3 separate regions of the Mus musculus genome follow, and all the other regions are linked to region 3. The links are chromatin contacts, called in public Hi-C and promoter capture Hi-C maps. All regions are on one chromosome and are shown on one strand. The core of a region is the stretch at or near the end of the contact, and the rest is flanking DNA. Distances in the headings are between cores, read along the strand shown. Region 1 has its middle 26 kb from the start of Gm32613. Region 2 overlaps Spin1 (spindlin 1). Region 3 holds the start of S1pr3 (sphingosine-1-phosphate receptor 3).

What was found. Promoter capture Hi-C pulls out the DNA fragments that hold promoters and counts their contacts. Hi-C and Micro-C count contacts between places; a contact is called where the count stands out from the background.
Region 1: a contact with region 3 is called in a promoter capture Hi-C map of embryonic stem cells, with 20 read pairs. The contact joins the enhancer-like site here to the promoter of S1pr3 in region 3. A contact is called at or near these places in 21 of 39 promoter capture datasets (3T3-L1-derived adipocytes, the C10 cell line, the HPC-7 cell line and 12 more), 3 of 15 datasets of contacts at CTCF or cohesin (CD8 T cells and embryonic stem cells), 114 of 484 Hi-C or Micro-C datasets (the 4T1 cell line, B cells, the C2C12 cell line and 58 more), 38 of 115 datasets of contacts at active chromatin or transcription factors (PVALB interneurons, SST interneurons, astrocytes and 22 more) and 3 of 9 other capture datasets (embryonic stem cells, liver and pancreatic islet).
Region 2: a contact with region 3 is called in a Hi-C map of bone marrow-derived macrophages, with 27 read pairs. The contact joins the enhancer-like site here to the promoter of S1pr3 in region 3. A contact is called at or near these places in 9 of 39 promoter capture datasets (the C10 cell line, cranial neural crest, embryonic stem cells and 5 more), 1 of 15 datasets of contacts at CTCF or cohesin (large pre-B cells), 1 of 484 Hi-C or Micro-C datasets (bone marrow-derived macrophages), 17 of 115 datasets of contacts at active chromatin or transcription factors (SST interneurons, bone marrow-derived macrophages, craniofacial prominence and 7 more) and 5 of 9 other capture datasets (adipose tissue, embryonic stem cells, liver and 2 more).

The regions. Positions count from the first base shown.
Region 1 is chr13:50,963,220-50,968,319 of GRCm38.p6, forward strand. No RefSeq gene overlaps it. Among named protein-coding and RNA genes, the nearest start is that of Gm32613, 26 kb to the right of the region's middle. Within about 2 kb of position 2,467, at least 20 of the 459 cell types and tissues checked have an H3K27ac peak or open chromatin away from gene starts, as enhancers often do. A contact at or near this core is called in differentiating embryonic stem cells, embryonic stem cells, epiblast stem cells and 5 more, where this site is marked.
Region 2 is chr13:51,134,795-51,139,446 of GRCm38.p6, forward strand. It overlaps Spin1 (spindlin 1), which reads left to right. Exons shown (of 6, transcript NM_146043.4): 4 at 4,563-4,652. Among named protein-coding and RNA genes, the nearest start is that of Nxnl2, 34 kb to the right of the region's middle. Within about 2 kb of position 2,392, at least 44 of the 459 cell types and tissues checked have an H3K27ac peak or open chromatin away from gene starts, as enhancers often do. A contact at or near this core is called in SST interneurons, adipose tissue, bone marrow-derived macrophages and 1 more, where this site is marked.
Region 3 is chr13:51,405,708-51,410,260 of GRCm38.p6, forward strand. S1pr3 (sphingosine-1-phosphate receptor 3) reads left to right here and starts at 2,911. Exons shown (of 2, transcript NM_010101.4): 1 at 2,911-3,238. All of the region lies in intron 1 of Gm32834 (a long non-coding RNA gene), which reads right to left.

The sequences.
Region 1 (5,100 bases), core at 1,217-3,716, 440 kb before region 3:
TTCCTCCCTTCCTTCCTCCCTCCCTTCCTTCCTTCCTTCCTCCCTCCCTTCCTCCTCCCTTCCTCCCTTCCTCCCTTCCTTCCTCCCTCCCTTCCTTCCTTCCTTCCTCCCTTCCTCCCTTCCTTCCTCCCTCCCTTCCTTCCTTCCTTCCTCCCTCCCTTCCTCCCTTCCTTCCTGTTATTTATATTTTAAGGACAGAGTCTCATATAACCCAGGCTGACCTTGAACTTCTGACACTCTTGCCACGCACGGCTGCCTAAGGACTGGGATTCCCAGCATGTGCCACCATAGTCAGTGTATGAATGCTGGGCTTGAACTGGGGGATTCATGCATGCTAGGCAAGCGCTTTACCAACTGAGCGTCACCTCCAGGCCCTAAGAATATCTTCTTATGACGTGTGTGTGTGTGTGTGTGTGTGTGTGTGTGTGTGTGTGTATCCCCAGCCCTTCTCTGTGTCTTATTCCTTTCTGTTTTGAGACAAAGTCTCACTCTGCAGCCCAGGCTGGCCTTGAACTGGTGATGCTTCAGCCACAGTCCCCACTGAAATCATAGACATGTTCTGGTCCCTCAGCATATTTAGCTTAATATATTAATATAACATATCTTGTCATGAATTTTGTTAAGCCTGTACTATTATATGGTCACTTAGCATATCTAAGCATACTCCTAAGAGGTGAGTGTCGGATCTTTTGTTGCATTCTCATTGGCCCCTAATGCACTGCACTTTTTCATTTTAGGTTTTTTTCGCCTCTGTTTTTCAGATCGTACATATTCTATTGCTTTCTCTGATTTCCCCTGACATATAATATACATTCTTCTATTGAGCCCATCCAGAGAGATTCTTTTGTTTCAAAGTTTAATCTTCAATTCTATCACTTCCTCTAGGCTCTGGTATGAGTGCTGTTTTCTTGCTAAAATCTGTTTCTTCATTTGTAAATCATAATTGGATTTACTCTTTTTAAAAAAATATTTTCTTTTTAAATCATGTATGCGTGTTTGTGTGCACTTGCATATGCATACGTGCAGATCCATGAGAAGGCCAGAAGAGGGCGCCATGTCCACAGAAGTCGGAGTTTCCGGTGTCTGCGCTGCTCTGCGTAGGTGCTGGGATGCAGGTCCTCTGCAGAAGCAGCAAGTTCTCTTAACTGCTATATTTACCATGTACTGTCACTTTCGTGATGGCTTCTTTAAGATCGTTGCCAGACAATTCCAGTATCTGATTCTTCCTGGCAGCAGAACCTGATTTCTTTTTTCCAGTTGTAATTGTCCCCGGTTCTGTTATGACAGCTGTATTTTTATTAGATCCTGGATGAGCGGATGTTATCAGGAGACCCTTAAGTCCTCTCTGTTAGCAGGCAGTATCTCTGCTCATGTTTAGTGAGCAGCTCATCTGGGATAACTGTCACGGGCTGACGGTCCAATGGCAGCAGCAGCCCCAAGCCTTTGCAAGCAATCGAAGCTGAGTTGGTGCTGTGAGAGCCAAGCTGGAGGCTAGTGTGGGAATACAGATTTCAGGCATGAGATGTCAGTGTCAGGAAAGCTGCGGGTGTGATTGCCCACAAGAAATGGCTTTATTCACAAGCCTGATAACTTGAGTTCAATCCCCAGAACCCATGGCAAAAAGCCAGATGTGGAATTCATCTGTCATTCCAGCACTCCTCGTTTGAGGTGGGAGGCAGTGACAGGAGATCAGCTAAAAGCCCGAACGTCAGCTAGCCTGAAATATGCAAGCAAGAAAAAACAAGAAAGACCCTGCCTCAACAAGGTAAGAGGAGCCATCTTCTAAATGGTGTCCTCTCACCTCTGCATATGCTTCATCGTACATGGTAGCCACATTCACATTCACACATATGTAGGGAGCCATTCCGGACTTCCTGGTCAGCAGGATGGAAGTCTGCTCCAGGTAGTAAACAAGCCCATGTTTGGTGGATGGCCCGCCCTTAATCCCTGATTGGCTGAGAAAGCCTGCCTGGTGAGGTGATGTGACCTGTGGTAATTGGTGGGGGCGTGGTTGTGGCTGGAGAGGAGAAAAACACTTGTAACTAGAGAGGCAGGGGATTTGAAGTAAGTAGCTGTCTGAGTAAACTGCTTAAAGAAGAACCGGTGTTTGCATCTTTCTTGCTGGTCGAGTGGGACTCGACACACATATATACATCATGCACACGAATAGCCATGATGATGAGAATGATGGTGATGATGAGAATGATAGTAATAATAATGAACTTTTTAAAAAATATATACCCAGAAGAGTGCAGAAGTTTGGGACAGTCAAGGCCATCAGAGCTCCCAAGAGCAGAGCCCAACACCTGTTCATGTCTAACGAATGAAACCCATAGGCAACAATGAATGTGAAAGGCAAAGAATTATGTTAAGCAACAGGGAGAGCCTCCTGAGACCATGAAGCCATTCAAAGATGACTGTTACTAGAGCTCCACTCAGCCAAAGGGGTCTCAAGAAAAGGTTGTAACTGTGTAGCTCTTGCTTGGGGTTAAAGGATGGGCTTTGCAGAAAGGAGGGAACCACAGGGAGAGCAGCCAGAGGCTGTCAATCAGCCTGCTGCCACCTGCGTGCATCTGTGGGTTTCCAGTAAATGGGATGCCTTTAGTTAGAGTCCCAAGTGGTTGTCACCAAGCAACAACCTGTGTGCTCAGCAGGAGGCGCCGTCAGGGTTAGGAGCTCACTTGACTACCTGGTGGGGTCCAGCTAACTCCTGGCCTCACCAGAAAACACCCCTCCCCCACCCCTCACCTCCTGCTGGCACTAAGTCTTGCCATTTTTGGTGGGAGCAGGACTCTGCTTGGTCCCTACGGCTACCTGCTCATTTTGGAGGTGGCTGGGGACACCAGGCTAAGCAAGAGGAAACTCTTCTTGATTCTACTGCTCAGCTGTTTCTGTCTCAGGGGTGCATACTGTGGTCCTTGTGTGTAGGAGGTACAAACAGAAATATTTTAAAAACGAAAACTCAACTTCTGTTCAGAAAATAAAATTCTTCATTGTTATTTTTTTAATTAATCTTATTTTATATTTTATGTGTATGACTATTTTTTCAGAGGCCTGTCTATGTACCATGTGAGGACCTGGTCCCTGGGGAGGTCAGAAGAAGGTACTGGACTCCTCAGAACCGAAGTTATCGACAGTTGTGGTTACTGGTAATCAAACCCAGGTCCGTTGTGCCCACCCCACCCCCCTCACCTTCATGCATGAACAACAAGCGCTCATAACCAATTATCTTTCTCCCCAACCACCTCCCTTCGTTCTTCCCACCCTCTGGGGAAATTAGTTTTATATTTTTTTTCTCTGTTTTAGGTCATGATGTCACGTCCTGTTATGACCTGCCCTCGTCCTCGGGGAGCTTTTCTGTTGCGTGTCCCCTTGTCCCTTTGTCCTCCGTGTATACAGACAGAGTGCTCCTGCCATGCCACCCTCTGCTTCTCTTCCCTCCAGGCTGCAACTCACTCAGCAACAAGTTGGCAAGGCCCAGTGGCCCCTTGTTCAATGGCAGCCCCTGCGACAAGGCACACACTGCATAGTCCCATGCTCTCTACACTCAGCAGCTTCCAGCATTGTCTTCTTATGGGTACACTAGGATTTTCTAGGGCTTTCTCTTCACTTGTGGGCTCCATCCTGTACCCCACCATGAACCCAGAATCTATCCTTGCTGCTGGGTCCTGGCATGGTCTTGATGGGGACAGAATGACATGGATCCTGCCCCTGGCACAGAGCCAGGGAACATGGCCCTCCAAAAGTGTCTGATGACTGCTGAAAGCAAAAGGAGTCTTTACTTTATGGAATGTCCTCCCCCCTCCCCCCCCATTAACATTAACGACTCCATGATAATCAGACAGCATGAGTCCAGGAGGTGAAGGTGTGGCTAATGTCTCAACCAAAAAACAGTAAATACTGGGACTTTCAGGACAGCCCTTGAGGCTGTGGAAAAGAACTCTAGAAACTTGAGTTCAAAGATACATAATTTCTTGCCGGGCAGTGGTTGGCACACACCTTTAATCCCAGCACTTAGGAGGCAGAGGCAGATGGATTTCTGAGTTCGAGGCCAGCCTGGTCTACAGAGTGAGTTCCAGGACAGCCAGAACTACACAGAGAAACCCTGTCTCGAAAACAAACAAACAAACAAAAAGACAAAAAATATATAATTTCTCAACTATGCAAACAATAAGGATGTAATATGAATTGTATGAGGGGCTTCACGAACCTAAAGGAACAGAGCAGCTGCACGGTGAGCTAACTTATCAGAAAGACACTCAGGAAGGAGATTAAGAGACTTAGGGAGTGGTGACTGTAGGAGACACCACCCAGCTGAGTTGTTTGTTTGTTTGTTTGTTTGTTTGCTATTCTTACAAAGGCAGATAAATTCCCCAGTTCAGGATCAGCCCAGGACAGAGAAAGGTTAGGCCCAGGTATGGTAGAAATGATCATTTCAGATTACCATGTGCCACTCAACAAGCTTAGCATCTCTGCTTAACAGAGGCAGGCAGATCTCTGAATTCTTGTACAATGTTAAAAGAAAGTGTGTCAGGGAAAATACAAGGCTGCCCAGCCTCTATCTATTCAGTACAGAACTTGAAGTTCTAGCCGGAGCAATTGGACAACTAAAGGAGGTCAAGGAGATACAAATTGGAAAGGAAGAAGTCAAAGTCAAATTGCTATTCGCTGATGATATAATAGTATACATAAGCAACCCCAAAAATTGACCAGAGAACTCCTACAGCTAGTAAACACCTTCAGCTGGATACAAAATTAACTCAAAGATACCAGTAGCCCTCGTTTATACAAATGATAAAGGGACTGAGAAAAAGATTAGGGAAACAACGCCTTTTACAATAGTTACGAATAATATAAAATGTCTTGGTGTAACGCTAACCTACCAAATGAAAGATCTGTATGACAAGAACCCCAAGTGTCTGAAGAAAGAAGTTGAAGAAGATATCAGAAGATGAAAAGATCCCCCATGCTCATGGATAGGTATGATTATCCTAGTGAAAATGACCATCTTACGAAAGCAATTTACAGATTCAACGCAATCCCCATCAAACTTCCAACACAAGTTTTATGGACATTGAAAGAGCAATTCTTAACTTCATA
Region 2 (4,652 bases), core at 1,142-3,641, 270 kb before region 3:
ATCCTTTCCACATTCCTTCCTCTGTGTTGCCCGTTGAACCTTTCCTTTTCTACCATTCCCTCTTTTCTATCATTACATTTTCTCCACTCTTGAAGGATACTCTCACCTCCAAGTTTTTTCCATTTTGTTAAGAGCTTCATAAAGATCTTTCTTCTGTTTCTCTGCCACTTTCTTCCAATATTGAGGGAAAAGAGTTTTCTTTAGCCAAAAGAGCAAATATTTCTTGGATTACTCTTTCTTATGAAGAAAACACTTATTTGAGGGTTTGCTTGCAGTTTCAGAGGTGAGTCCATGGTCATCACAGTGGAGAGTGTTGTGGCAGGCAGACACGCACGGCAGTAGCTGAGAGCTTGCATCTTATACAGTAGGGCAGAGAAGCAGTGAGACTGGGTGTGGTGTGGGCTTCTGAAACCTTACAGCCCTCCCCTAAGGACACCTTTCCTCCATGAAGACCACACCTCCAGCACTCAGGATTTCTGAAGCAGGAGGATCACTGTGAGTTCAAGGGCAGACCCTGCCTCCAAAAACTGAAAAGGGCTGGTGAAGGGCCACAGCCAGAAGAGATACTTGGCACCGAGACCCACATGGTAGAAGGACAGAACTGAGTTCATGCAAGTTATTTGATCCACACACACCGTGGTGCTGATGCACCCACATAGCTGCACACAAAATAAATAAGAATGAAAAGAAAACAGTATTCAACCATGATTTGTGTTAGAATCAACATTTAAGTAAAGTAGAATACAGTAGAAAAAGCCCACCTTTCCATACTGACTCAGGCACGCACTGATACAATTCATACTGTGGAAATAAAAGCCATCTACAGATTCGGTGCAATCTCCATCACAATCCCAGTGATGTTTCTTGTGCAGAACTAGAAAAATACCCCTCCTAATTCATATGGAAGTAGCAGAGATTCAAAATGGACAAAGCACTCCTAAGAAGAAATAACAGTGTCTCTTGTTTAGGATTTGGGAAGTTACAATGACCCATGTTGAAGTTAGGAACCTGGTATGTATGACCAAATTGTTTCCTTGGTCAGATGAGGCACCTGCCTTAGCCTTTGTTGTGAACCTGTTCTATGGAGGGGAGTGCACTGGGATATGGGTGTAAAAATTTAATGGTTTATGACTGTTGCCTGAAGACAAAGGTAAAAACTGAGAAGATCTGGTGTTCTGAGACCTGTCTAAGGACCCATTCTCACCCCTGAGGAGGACAGGTGCTTGTTCCTAGACACTTCACATGCCTAGAAGTCCTCTTTTGAGTCTGAGTGTTATTTAGTAGTTAGAAGCTTTTCTTCTCTTTTAATACTGGTTGTGTGAGTGGAAAGAGATTGAAAATTGTGTTAAATCTATAGTGTCAAAACAGTTACATATTTTGATTGATTCTCAAATACTATGAGATTGACATGAGTCCCTTACACCTGAAGTTGACCTGGGAGGATTTGTGATTATTGGATGGGATCAAGAAAGTATGTCCTGTATAAAATAGTCTGCAGACAATAATATTTTCACAATTTATTGCCATAAAATACACAATTTATTTTTAAGTAGACAAAATATGTGAGACCTGCACAAAGCACTTTAAAACTTGCTGTTGTCAGAGACACATAAACACGTGTGTAAGCACATGTGTAAACACATGTAAAGATGCAGCACCCTATCGTAGTACTGTTAGCCACAGCCACCAGCCTGCCACTCCAGGCTCCTCAGCTACTTCCTCTTGGTAGGGGAACTAGAGTCTTGTGAGGTCTACTAGAATCGCCACCATCCATTGCTGCCCACCCCCACAGGAGCAGTTGTCCCCATTGAATTAGCAATCTCAGTACTAAGTGACTTTGTGGGAACTAGTGAGTTAGCTCAGAGAGAGAAGGCGCTTGCCTCATAAGCCTGGTGACTTGGTTTCCACTCCCTAAACACATGTAATGTGTAAGAAGAAAACCAACTCCACATTGTGGTGTGCACACACTTATGTGCATACATGCTGTTTATGTTGGCCTTTGACAGCAGACTGTGCAGCGTCTGTTGTAGTCCTTACACCTGCCACCTCAGGTTTTACCCCTGCCTCCCTTCACCACTCAGGTTTGTATTAACGGAAACCCATGCGTCCGTTTCCTCACATGCCTCTCAGTTGTCTGTCTGTTTTCTTGCCTAGCTCTTTCATGTTGTGTCTTACCTGGCTATCTTCCCATTTTGTGGCACATGTTCCTATGTAAGGATTCTCTGGAGCAAGAGAACCAGTAAGTAGGAGATAGAAGAGAATGAAATAATGAGAATCTGAGTCATGCAATATAGAGGAGGCAAGAAGTCCTCTCAGTGTGCAGTGTGTGAGCCAGGAATGCTGATGGCAGAGTTCAGTCCTAGTTCAAGGCTGGAGAACCAGGAGCCAGAAAACCATCTTCCTGCCTGTTGTGTCCAGGCCCTCAGCAGGCTGAGTGAAGCCCATTTGCACTGCTGAGGTCACATTGTTTTTCCTCAGTCCAGTAGTTCAAATACTGACCCCTTTCCAGAACATTCTCAGACAACACCCAGAAACAAACATCCAACCTGGGCACTTCTTGGCACAGTCAACTGGACAGCGTCTCTTTCCTTTGCTTAGTGCCATTAACCATTTTATCTAATACATGGATATATTTTCCTGGCCAGCCTCTACTGCCAATCACAACTCAATCAAGAACATTTCTTCTTTAAGGTGCTTTTGCATATTGTCCAGCAGGACTCCAGGGCTGGAAGGGAGGGGAGAAGATAAGCAGATGCCCCCTTTGCCCCAGACTTCCCTAGCTTCCTCAGCTCAGCGCATGCTGGCTGATTTCAAACAGGGCTTTTCCTTAGCCACCTGGGTCTATTTATTGCTTTGTCTGTCTTTTTTTTTTTTTTTTTTTTTTTTTCTCCCCTGGATCTGCCTCTGGACTTTATTTCCTGGCTCTATTCATACCCAGCTTAGTTAGGGTTTTACACTCCAGTGGGGTGGCCTGGGGACATGGCTCTCCCTAGGAGGAAGGTGTGCTGCTTTGAGGGCAGGGGTGGGGGAAGAGGTGTGGAGGTGTCTGGCTTCTAGGAGCTGCACTTTCCCCACTCCTTTTCCCAGTTCCACAGTGCCTCAGCTCCTCCCTCCCTCCTTCCCTCCCTCCCTCCCTCCCTCCCTCCCTCCCTCCCAATGCTTACTTCCTCTGAAGTCCTTCCTCATGGTTTCAAGAGACCATTGTTTCCAGAACCTCTGGCAAAACTAAGGGCATGCAAACAATGCATTTCTTTTATATATTTTTAGCTACTGTAACTATGATTTCTTTTTTTTTTCTTTTTTTTAAGAAATTAATTGTAATTGTCATGCATCTTTGTAAAACGGGAAGGAAACCTCTTCAGCCCTGTTTGACTCTCGGCACATCGCAGCAACTGTCAAGTTGGTGTGGCTTGTGTTGCGTCCAAGTCTTGTCCTTTGTCCTTCTATTTCAAAGTGAAATGAAGTGTGGCCTCTCCCCTCCCTCCCCCGCCCCCCCCCCCCCAATGTCAGAAGCCAGGATAGGGGCCCGGGCAGATGACTGAGTGGGTAAAGTGCTTTCTTAATAAGCACGAGGACCTGTGTTTGGGTCCTCAGATGGACCATTTGTTTCTAACTTCAGTTGTTTGGGGTGTGGCAGAGATGTGTGGATCCTAGGAACTCATTGCCAGCCAGTCTAGCCTAAATGGCATCCAGATGATTTATTTATATATATATATAGAGAGAGAGAGAGGGAGAGAGGGAGAGAGAGAGAGAGAAAAGATGATATCCTGCTTTAAAAGATGAGGTGGAGAGCACGCAGTGGAGGAAGACACCTAATAGCACCCCTGGCCTCTTCATGGACACACATTCTTGTATGTGCATTTGTGCACACATAAAAATAGCCAGAGTAGTATTAGTATTTTATGTAAATATTTCAACCACAGAAACACCATCACTTGATGTTACTGTAATTTTTCATATGTTAGTATTTTGTCATAAACTATTAAAATATGCTTGTGAAACATTCAACTATGTGAGGAAATTGTGCTTCTGAGTGAACTGAAGTGCATGCACACACAGTCCAGCTCACTTACACTCAATTTTGAGGCTACCAGGGCATAAGGAGGAACGAAATACTGTTTTTTCTTTCTTTCTTTCTTTCTTTCTTTCTTTCTTTCTTTCTTTCTTTCTTTCTTTTTTTTTTTTTTAAATGAGCTTGTGAGTGCTTTCATCATACATGTATGTATACTACATGCATGCCTGATTTCTGAAGAGACCAGAAAAAGGCATTGGAACTGAGTACAGGCAGTTATAAAATACCATATGGATATTGGAAACTTAATTTGGGTCATATACAAGATCAGCAAATGTTGTTACCTACTGAGGCATTCCTTCAGCCCGTTATTTTTGAAGCACATTTTGCTATGCAGCCTGGGCTGACCTCAAACTTGCAGTCCTGCCTCACCAGTAGGAGTTTGTCTGTCCTTTAGGATCATATGTAATGAAGAACATGCAAACTGGTGGCTATATTGGGTCCAGATATGCATTCTTGTGAGAATAATACATTGTATGTGTGAATACAGAAAACATCGGACCAGTGTGGGACCAAGCAAGCCTGTGTCCCAACCCCGGCGGAACATCGTAGGCTGCAGGATCCAGCATGGATGGAGAGA
Region 3 (4,553 bases), core at 1,661-4,160:
ACACACACACACACACACTCTTCTCATTACAGATAACGCTGCACACAATCCACATCTCACGAGTTCTCATAGCACACACCACACAGACACGTGTCTATGAGTGTCTCTGAATACTGTCAACGTCTTTCTAAAACACAAACTGTGAGAAGAACAGTTCCTGGAACTCCTGGCTGACCTCAAGGATGACTACAGGACAGAGTAGGAGTGTGGTGATGAGGACAAGGCACTTTAGTCACTTGGCGTTGGCCGATGGCTGTCACGGAATGAACTCCCCTGTGAAGGCTGTGGCAGTGAGTCAAAGGATCACCGTGCTCCCCAATAGGGTCGTGTGGCACACAGGGCCATGCTCCATTCCACAAGCCCAGGGCCAGCTTCGAATACAAGGCCATCTCTCCCCAGATCTGAGTGGTGCGTACCGGCAGAGAGGAAGTGGCTTGAGGTTGTCTGTCAAGTTGCAGAGTGACCACAAGACCCAAGCCCCCAGTATTGTCTCAAGCGAGTTCCTTTCTCCCATGCTGCCTATCTACAATAAGTTCAGCCTTTTCTCTGGAACCATGATACCAAATGTCAGAGTGCTTCAGAAATACAACCCAATAGGACATAAACATGTATGAACATGCATGTAGCACAAACACACTCTCCGGGAGGGAATGACTCACACGTGGGGGGGGGCAATAAACCAAACCCTACGGAGTTAATGCCCCAGTCAAGTCTAAAGCCATATGCACTGCTGTGGGTAAGCCAAAGACAACCAGCAGGGAGGACTCTCTAACTACCGGGATTGGCCCTCGGTCTTCTGAACTGTCTATTCATGCCCACAGGGATCGGACAAAGCCTCCGCACGCTGGCCAGCCATATACTGCAGCAGACAGATGTTTATCTCACCCAAACATTCTCACAAGCATGCTGAGAATGGTGTTCAGGAAGTATGTAAGTCCCCCAAGGCTCAGGCCAGGGGAGGAAGCATAATCAGGCACCTGCTGACCTCTCCACGGAAAACCAACCGCTTCTTAGTTTCTAGCCGGAACTGTGTGATTGGTCAGCTCGCTAGCTCACACACTTTTACTTTCTGACACACCTGTCTGATTCTGTCCTTTCTGGGGATGGTTGCAGAACATGGATCCCCTCGTTCTGCTGTTCCTGCTGAGGTTATGAGTTGGTTTTTCTCTCATCAGCCAGCAACACCCAAGGGAAGATGCATTTGGAGAAATCTGCCTGTAGCGGGCTCTATGGACCTAGAGACCCACTGAGAGCTGAGTATCTGAGCTTTAAAGCCCAGATACAGAACAGCAGGAGGGGTAAGGTCACTAGCATGGTCCACAGAAGAAAGGTCTCCATCACAGCAGACAGGGGAGGGGCCTCCATCACAGCAGTGAGAGCTAGAGCCTCCATCAGAACAGACATCACAACAAGGAACAAGACAGGGAGAAGGAGGCCTGGACTGGGAAGATGGCTGCTTCTGGTTAGGAAACTTGGAGGGAAAAGAAACCTCATTGAAAGACAGGTTTCAGGGATACCACAGGGATGCTGTGGGTGGAATCACTCTTAGGAAAGACTGTCATTAGCAGTAAGAGCCCTGGTACCTCTCAGGCTGTGGGAGTCTGGTGTCTGAGGCTGGAGGAGCTGTCATAGAGAGACTCAGGGTCACCCTCTTCTATCCAGAGGACCATTTACCCGGGGAATGGAGAGACAGATGCTGTATAAAACACACCTCCAGCAGCCGGGGCAGTGATGGTGACACAGTGAGAAACAGCTAGAGCACCAGGCCTTTTTGTGGGGTTAGACATAGCGACCAAGAAACTGTTGTTACCCTGGCCTCAGGAAGTGGCTGCAGAAACAGCTACAGAAGCATCTTCAACTGTGGCCACCTCTGCTTTCTTTAACTGGATGCTGTAGGAGTCAAGTATACAGAGACACGCCCATTCTCACTGCACTTGGGGAGAGAACTAGCTTTCCCCAGCTGTGTCCAAGACACTAGGCAAATTTGGGAGGCTAGGCAGTAGGACCAGAGCTCAGGAGAATCGCGCTGCTACTGAGCAGCCAAGGCAGCTGGAGCTCTGCAGCCTGGCTCCTGTGACCCGGAGGGCTTGTGCGTCTCACCAGACAACAGAGAAGGCCAAGACCGGCCAAGAGCTGCCTTTACATGCCAGATGAATCCCAAGAAAGCGGTAAATTCATCTTCTGTAGGCAAGAAAGCCCCAGAGAAAAGGTAGCAGGGACCTGGAACCCTGCCTGCTCGGGAATTTAGCTGCGGTCTGCTTCCTCTCCCCTCTCCTTCCCCAAGCTGGTCTGGAGATCTTTTGCATTTCCTTTGTAACTGACAATTGTGCCTGCGGTTCCCCCCAAAGATTCTCATTTCTCCCCACATGGCCGGTGAGGCTTGCCCAGAGCGCAGGAGTAGACTGGGTACAGTTAACTAAGGTAGACAAGACACAGGAGTCAGGACCTGAAATGCACAAGAGGCTGGGGTCCCTGCCTTCAGCTCCGAAAGGGATGGGGGCAGGGGCAGGAGTCCAAAGGGGCAGGGGGCTTAGCTTACCAGCTCAAGCTGGTAGTCGGTTGATTTCAGGTTAAAGATAGTATAGTTAACACTGGTCACCTCAAGGTGAGTAACAGTATTAATAAGAATCCGCTCAAATCCTTCTGGACACTTAGGTAGATATCTACCCAAGCCCAGTTCTGCACCCGGTTAGGTATCTGCAGCTGCTGGGTTCTGGAGCACTTAAAATTAGCAGGATAGACGCAGAACCTTGGAGTCAGAGTATAGGTTTGGGGGTGGGGGTAGATGATCGGCAGAGGAATAGGGGCAGAGGGATACAGAGGGTTGAAGAGCCCCAGCCCGAGTCCCAGAGTCCAGACAGCGCGGATGCAGAGAAGTAATCCAGAGACTGGGCGGGGACGTAGCCCGAGGCGGGGACGTGGCTGGGAACCAGGGCGTATCTGGGGACCAGCCCGCGAAGCTCTGAAGCTTGGGTTAGGGGCGGCAGGAGGCGGGGTGAGTTTGGGCCCCGCCCCGGAGGGCAGTGGCAAAAGTTTGCCTTCGGATTCTCTGGGGCAGAGTCTGGGAGAACAAGTTCAGGGGCAGGCGACAAGGTCCGGGTGCTGAGCAAGGTGGCTGGACAAGCCTAGCGGGAGAGAAACCTGAGGCCACGAGCGACCTCCGGAGGAGCCCCTAGACGGGAGTCTTAGCTGAGACACGGCAGCATGCAACCAGCCCAGATGCGCCTTGCAGAACGAGGTGAGCGGCGGGACCGGATCCCGGGGTTGCACAGACCAGAGTCGCGGGTTGAGCGCCTGGGGGTTCACCCGAACCCCCTTTTTGGATAAAATTTCAACCAAGTCGGGGCACCAGAGTGACTTGGGCTCGCGAGTGCCTCGCTTCGGCCACCCCCTCCTGTTCATATCCCGGAGAACAGGACATAACCGCCTGTTGGAGCTGGTGGAGAGGTATAGGGTTCCTTTAAATAACAACCAGGGCTTTCTAAATGTGTTTGTAAACTCGGAGCAGAGTGAGCAGGCTGTCCAAGGGAAAGATTCTTGCTTTACTTGGCTAATTAAGAAGTTAGACAATCTTAGGAGAAGAAAACCTGGGCACTGGGAACGGCTGTGGGTTTTCCCTCTGGGAGAAAGCAAATGATTCTTTTAAGTTTTATTAGTGACAAAATTCCAGTTTTCTTAGCACTTCTCAAACTAGGCAATTAGGAGTGTCAGGCCTGGAGCTAGAAGACAAGGTGCCAGCAAAGTGATAATGAGAGAGAAGATTGGTGTGTCATATGTTCTTAACTGAAATAGAAGAAAGGGAAGGGTGACCATTAACCATGTGCCTGTACATGGTCTCTGCGTCCCTGTCTCTCCAGCCTTTAACAATCCTGACACCATGTTCCTTAGATTTGATGTAAAAGGGGGTTTCTCGTCAGCTGTTTAAAGGGAATCCTTTGCTTTAAACAAACACCTCTTCTTCTTGACACCCCCTCCTCCAAAGCCTCCAGAGTCACTCATTCTAAGGTCTGCAGCCAGAAGTCTCTGGTATTGCATATCACCACCTACAAAAATGTATCTATTCAAAGTTCCATCCTTTATAGACGAAAACCAAGCAGACAGGGAGGGCCAAGAGAATATAATTCCTAGAAAGTGGAGCAAGGGGTTGCATACCTCAGGTAAAGGCCTGGCAAGTTGTGGCTGTGGTCAGGGCTGTTTGGTTGAGGTGGTGGTGGTGGTGGTGGTGGTGGTGGTGGTGGTGGTGGTGGTGGTGGTGGTGGTGGTGGTGTGTGTGCCTGTGCGCAGGCGCTCTGTTTGGGTAGCTGTGGAGGAATCTAGATCTGTAAGCTTCTTAAGGGGGTGCAGAGCTCAGTGCTTGGGGGAGTATTGTGTGGCCATATACCTTCACATCAGATCTTTCCATCAGCAGACTGGCAGATGCTCTCATCTGGTCAGTGTCAGTCTGCCCACATACATCAGAGCTTGCCCTTAGGAAGCCCCCACTGGCATTTGGGGAGATTGACGTCATAACCACTTAGCATTTCCCCGAAGCCATTTGCTCTTTACACACACAC